Regions from separate parts of the Anas platyrhynchos genome. Here region 1 is linked to region 2. A link is a contact called in public Hi-C data. All regions are on one chromosome and are shown on one strand. Each heading gives the region's core, a stretch centred on a gene start, on an enhancer-like site or on the middle of the called end of the contact. The rest is flanking DNA. Distances are from core to core; before and after follow the strand shown.

Region 1 (2,874 bases), core at 185-2,684, 120 kb after region 2:
CTAGTCTGCACAGAGGATGTAAAACAGAGCATTTCCATATGAATAACGCCATCTGTTTTTTAACTCCCTTGCATTTAGTTCTCAGCCTCCCCCCATCGCAGCCATCGCCCTGTATCTCCTTTCGGTTTCTTGTCATAACTCTGCCCCGGCGCAGCCTTTGCGACCCAGGGTCACAGAGCAAGAAGCTGTCTGCAGCTCACTGATGTAATGAGGAGAGGGCAGGAGAAAGTTGAGACTGGAGTCTGACAAACCCTAAATAGTGCCAGATGCTGGGCCGATGAGATAGCCAGCGAGACCTGTAGCAGAAGACTTGTGAGTGTGTGAGCTTAATTTTTTTTTCCCCACTTTTAACCTGTGGGCCCTACAAACTTTCAAAGGCAGGTGTGCACTGCATGCATATTTAAGATGTCTCATCATCCCACGTAGGAACATGCAGTTTGGTCACCTTTTTCAGGCCACCTACAGATTGTGCATTCATTATCAGGTTTCAGCAGACTGCAGACTAAAAAGAGCTGTTATATAGTGCCTGCTTTATGCCCAAATTCAAGGGAGAGATGACAATACAGCTAATTTGGATTTTATTTTTCTCAGTTTAGGTAGTGTTATGTACTTGATTATTTTTTCAAAGGAAATGATAAATTGCTAACCTTTTTGAAAATTTTGCTTGCATATGATCAGGGAAGATGCCTTGCCTAACGCATACCCAGGTTCGTTATGGATGCAGTACTGGCCATGCTGACTTGTGTGGGGCCAAGATTTTAATTCTAAATAGTTTAATGAGGACCAATTAGTCTGAGCGTTGTTCTATTGAGAGCTGCTTATAACATAAAAATGCCACAAGATCCTTCAGTGATAAGTGCGGGTTTCCTTCTCCTTGTAAATGTTTCAAAGGTACCAGTGTTGTTTGGATGATCATTAACATTTGAAATCTTGTGGTTCCAATGTGTTGTTACAAAAGCTTTTTGTTAGATGCTCATTTTCCTGTAAGAGCTGCTACATACAGTAACTTTTTGTGATGCTACATTTTTTATCTAGGCAGCATGTCTTCCTAGAAGGCATTTGTAAACCAGTGTGGTTTTAAAATATGATATTACGATTGCATTAGCTGATATAACACTTTTGCTTTTTGAAACAAATCTTAGCAAGAAGATACTTGAGGCTACCAATACCTTTGCAGATGTGAGGTTTTTCCCCCCTATAGTTTCCTCACATATAGGATCAGCGCATTTCTTAAGGGTGTGGTAGAAAAATAACGAATGACTTCCACAGCGTGCATATGGAGCAAGAGAGTAAAGCTCCAGCATCAAACCAAGGGGATTAAGGCCGTCCCGCAGGAGTAAGTTGAAGCTGCAGGGAAACATAACCCAGCTGGCACCCTCCTCACCTCCAGTAGGAGGGAGCAGGGCCTGGGATGCCTGCAGAGAACACGCTCTGCTCTGCGCTGCTGCTTTGAAGGCTGCTGGCTCATGGTGGGGGTTTCTGTCCTCTTTGTGCTCTGGCAGGATTTCCGGGACGCGGTGGCACATGCCTCCAGGCAGCTTGGGAAGCCCGTGATTGAGGACAGAATCCTGAATCAGATCCTGTACTACCTACCTCAGCTGTACGAGCTCAACCGGGACCTCCTGAGGGAGCTGGAGGAGCGACTGTCTCACTGGTGACTATCAGTGAAGGAACACCACTCCTTTGATGTCGTTAAAACTTATCTGTGGGGCCTGGGGGACTCCGCCTGACCGTGGCTTGACTCTTGTTTGTTTTTCATGGGCCTTGTTAAATGGCAGAGCTGACTTTGCACGCACAGGAGATAATTTTCTCTTTAGCTGTTTTATTTGGCATTTAGGTGCATCCAGAAGCTATGCCAGCACATGTTTTTAGCAACCACACTTTTTTTTTTGTCTATAACTTCAGTTTTAATTGAAAGCTCTTGTTCCTACGTGTGCACAGGCATGATAAATGGCCTGCCTTCATTAGAGGAACAAGAGGCTGTTCTGAGGATTGGTTTGCATTTTAAAGGTAGCTGAGATCTATGAACCAGCCACAACGCTGACTGACAGCCTCAGTCCCATTGAAGTCCATTCTCAATTACACTGGTGGGTGGGTCTCAATCAGCTAAAGAGAGCCTACAGACAAAGGCACTGAAATGGGTAAATGCTGTAATCCCATGCTTCCTCTTAAGGGGAAAGACCGCGTTTTGAAGTTTGGCGATCCATTTCCTCAGAAGTCCAGCTCGTGTTAATGTGTTCAGGTGGTTCAAGACCATTTTAAACAGACCGTGTGTCAAGTGATTGTAATCTAACCCTAAACTAGTGTGTGGAGGTGTGCTGGAAAGATTTTTCAGAGTAGCTAAAGAGCCGAATGCCCATCTGCTGGACTGTAAGCTTTTTGTTCAGAAATAAACTGGCACATCTTACTGCAAAGCCCAACGTGGTGCTGTAAGGTTAGGATGTACACACTTCTGTGCTCTTATTGCTCTGTTCTTGTTTCTAGGCTTGAACATCAAAGAATCGCTGACATATTTGTAAAAAAGGGTCCGTACTTAAAGATGTACTCAACTTACATCAAAGAATTTGATAAAAATGTTGCACTGTTAGATGAACAGTGTAAGAAGAACACAGGTTTTGCTTCAGTAGTGAAAGACTTCGAGGTACTGTAAATTATTTTTTTTAAGATATGTTCCTATTCTGTGACTTTCCATCAGTTGTAATTTTCCATAAAGCTTTAGACACCATCCTCTGTTTTCTCTGAGCCTTGGCTTGAGACAGGTTCAAAGTGGAAAGAAATTCAGATTTTGTAAAGTAACTAATGATGTTGGTTACCACTGTGAAGTATGATAAAGGACCTTGATTTTCAGAAAAATCAGCGCTTGCTCCAATTATA
Region 2 (3,023 bases), core at 325-2,824:
AAAAAAACCAAAACAAAACAACAAAAAACTCACACATATTTCTGTTTATGTGGGAAAGGAAACATTCTAAATGAGGGAACATAAAGGTAGTAAATGAGCATATTTGAAATCTAACCTATTTCTGATTTGTTTGGAAACAAAAATGATTCAAACTGTGTTTCATGAGCTGGATCTTATTTTTTTTAACAGTTTGTCAGTTCTTTGTTAAAAGAAAATAGAAACTCTTAATACATCCTATAATACTGTACTCTAACACTGGGGTGAGAAGCTATATTTTATTTCTTCTAATTCGAGGAGTGCCTGGGCTGTAACAGAGATAGAACTACCCTTGAGTCCTTGCAACACTGCTATCTGAAATGCCACCAGAATAGGTCTTCTTGAGATTAATAACTCACTGGGTATCTTTCTCCCATGGAGTTGGAAGGGTCACTGCTCTGCGGGATTACAAGGAAACAGGGAGAATTGGTGTAGCGGGAGTCACAGTTTTGGCTCATTCACAGCCTTGTGTAGGTGTTTAGAATGTATACAATTCTCAGTTCTGACTTCTTTATACCCAGAGCATTCCTCAACACAATGCGGAGGTGGAGAATTTGACTTTAGGAGGATTTGACTTGAAATGGCTGACATAGCAAATTCCACCTGGATAAATTTTATAAAAAAGGTACAGCAGATGGCAAAGGTCTGAGTCAGAGACAGCCTATGTCTTCAGTTACCCTGCTGGCACAAGGGAGTGTCAGTAAAAACCTGTGAAGAAGGTGTGTCCTGGAGCTTTTACTGAGTCAATTTAATCTGTTATGGGTCTTCACTCTCTAAGACTCTGCACTGACTCGTTTAGAGACACCTCTGTTACATACACCAGATGTACATGTATATGGTGTTCTGCAATTTCCCTCCTCCAAGCACATTTATTTCTCTTTAAACACTAGTGGGCCAAAAGAACTGATTATTTTGAAAGGTCAGACTTTTTTGAAAATGGATATGAGAAGGTGACATTTGCTTACATCAGAGTATCAGCTGTAGTTAGTGCCATTTTAAATACTTGTACTTGTTATTTCATTGTAGATTAAATGACAACACCAAACATGGTCAAAACTAAGAAATGAATGAGACCAAAATCTAGCATAGAATGAAAAATATATTTTACTCTTTACAGGAGAGAATCCTATAGCTGTGGAGAAAAGTGGGTTATCTGGTGTCTACACCAATTTAAAGAACTAGGGAAACAAAAATAAAACCACAACAGTCTGACAGCTCCTGTCTGAAAAAGAAAATCACAATAAGGAAAATAAAGAAAAAGAAATAAAGAAAATAAAGAAAAGCACAATATTGAAAATGATTATTGTGGATGACTGGGTGAATTATTACCGAAGAGCCCTAGGTCAGGCATGGCCAGAAAACAGCTCAAGTATGGTTTTATGAGCTTGGTTCTGTTTCAGCAGGTACCACATTAGACTGAATATTTATCTGAAAGTCAGCCCCAGACTGACCATCAGAGAATCTGGAGACTGCTGGCTTGAACACCAAAGTAGACAGGAGGCCTACAGGCAGCTTGTTTCTCAAATCGGTGAGCAGGCACTTGCATATGTGGTTCCTATGAGGTCAGCAGATATTTCTGTGCTGAGTGTTTCCATACAGCACGGCACCAAAATTACCAGTCAAGTGCTAAAGAAGCCTCCTAGATAACTGGCAGAGTTCGAGCTGCATCGGTGTACCACTGCATTTGAACTGGTCAGTCCTGCAGGGACTGGGCAGCTTAATGAAGGCCCAGCAGCATGCTGATGCACCGAAATTTGCAGGGCCAGGCTAGTACCTCTGCACAGTACTGCCCTGAGCCAAGCAGAACAACCTGTTCAGGGATCTCTGAAGTGAGGTACAATGCACTGTACACATACCTTGATATTATTCAAGCTGACCACAGACAGTGGATCCCAGCCTGATGCTGAAGAAATCGCTGTGGACGCTGTGGCAGGTAATGAATGCCCTGTTTGATTCCCTACTTCCCTGATACTGCAGCTTCTGTTAGACTGAGACTGTAGAGACAGAGGAATAAAGGCTGGGAAAAGAGGAGAAAAAAAAAAAAAAAAGAAAAAAAAAAGAAAAAGTGTGTAGTAACCATAAACCTCTTTGGAAGGTTTTTCTCTGTATTCATTAGACTTAACATTTATATGAACTGTCTGGTAATGTAATCCACTGTAAGTACATTTAACTCCTGACAGCATGAAAGCCAGGCCTGGGCAGAAGGTGAATATAAGCTTGTTTTCAGCCTTGAATGGAATGAAATTGATTTAGAGAGCTCATGCTGGTGTATTACATGCCATGAGAACCATTCTGTGAGTACTTGTTACATAAAAGCCTCCGTAATAATACAAACACAAGCTATAAAAACATGTGGGTTTACTGAATGTGGATCAGTAAAAACGGCACTGCCTGAATTCTGTATCTTTTCTGATTAATTTAGCAACAGATACATTCCATATACTGGAGCTCTTTTATGGGGAAGACAGATTGAGCATCACCATATTCCTTATACAGGATTAACTTTCCCTCTTCTACCTTGTTGACATCAACACTCATAATATTTTTCCTTGTGATTTATAATCTATCCACCAGACAAACCTGCCAACCTGCCAATTAGTTATACCTAATCCAACAGTCAGGAACTTGTACAGGGCACGAAGAGGGAAGTGTAAAAGGCTGAGGACCAGTTTTAAGATCTACATTTGAGTTAAGACTTTGGCTTTTCTGTGATTCTGTCATTCTGTGATTGACTTTCATTGTTATTTCTCCAGTTTGTATCATGCAGCAGCTGAGTTACAATTATAAGCACACAAACACCATCAGTTACCAAATCAGGGCCTACTTTGTTACCAGTTTCTGTAGTGGTGGTGTATTTCAGGAATTAACTGCACACACATTCAGAAAACCAAGCTCACAAGTCAGAAAGTCCTCTCCTCGTAGATCAAATGAAGTTGACTCCTCCCTATGGTATGCAACAGGAACCACTCTTATCCTCTCAGGTAATG

The links. A called contact is a pair of places that touch in the nucleus more often than the background predicts.
Region 1: a Hi-C map of liver shows a contact between it and region 2, with 2.7 times the contacts expected there. The contact joins two enhancer-like sites. A contact is called at or near these places in 2 of 8 Hi-C or Micro-C datasets (liver and subcutaneous adipose tissue).

The regions. Positions count from the first base shown.
Region 1 is chr1:46,959,792-46,962,665 of IASCAAS_PekinDuck_T2T, forward strand. It overlaps FGD6 (FYVE, RhoGEF and PH domain containing 6), which reads left to right. Exons shown (of 21, transcript XM_027452188.3): 6 at 1,503-1,654; 7 at 2,485-2,641. Among named protein-coding and RNA genes, the nearest start is that of NR2C1, 35 kb to the right of the region's middle. Within about 2 kb of position 1,435, at least 1 of the 8 cell types and tissues checked has an H3K27ac peak or open chromatin away from gene starts, as enhancers often do.
Region 2 is chr1:46,835,532-46,838,554 of IASCAAS_PekinDuck_T2T, forward strand. No RefSeq gene overlaps it. Among named protein-coding and RNA genes, the nearest start is that of METAP2, 17 kb to the left of the region's middle. Within about 2 kb of position 1,575, at least 1 of the 8 cell types and tissues checked has an H3K27ac peak or open chromatin away from gene starts, as enhancers often do.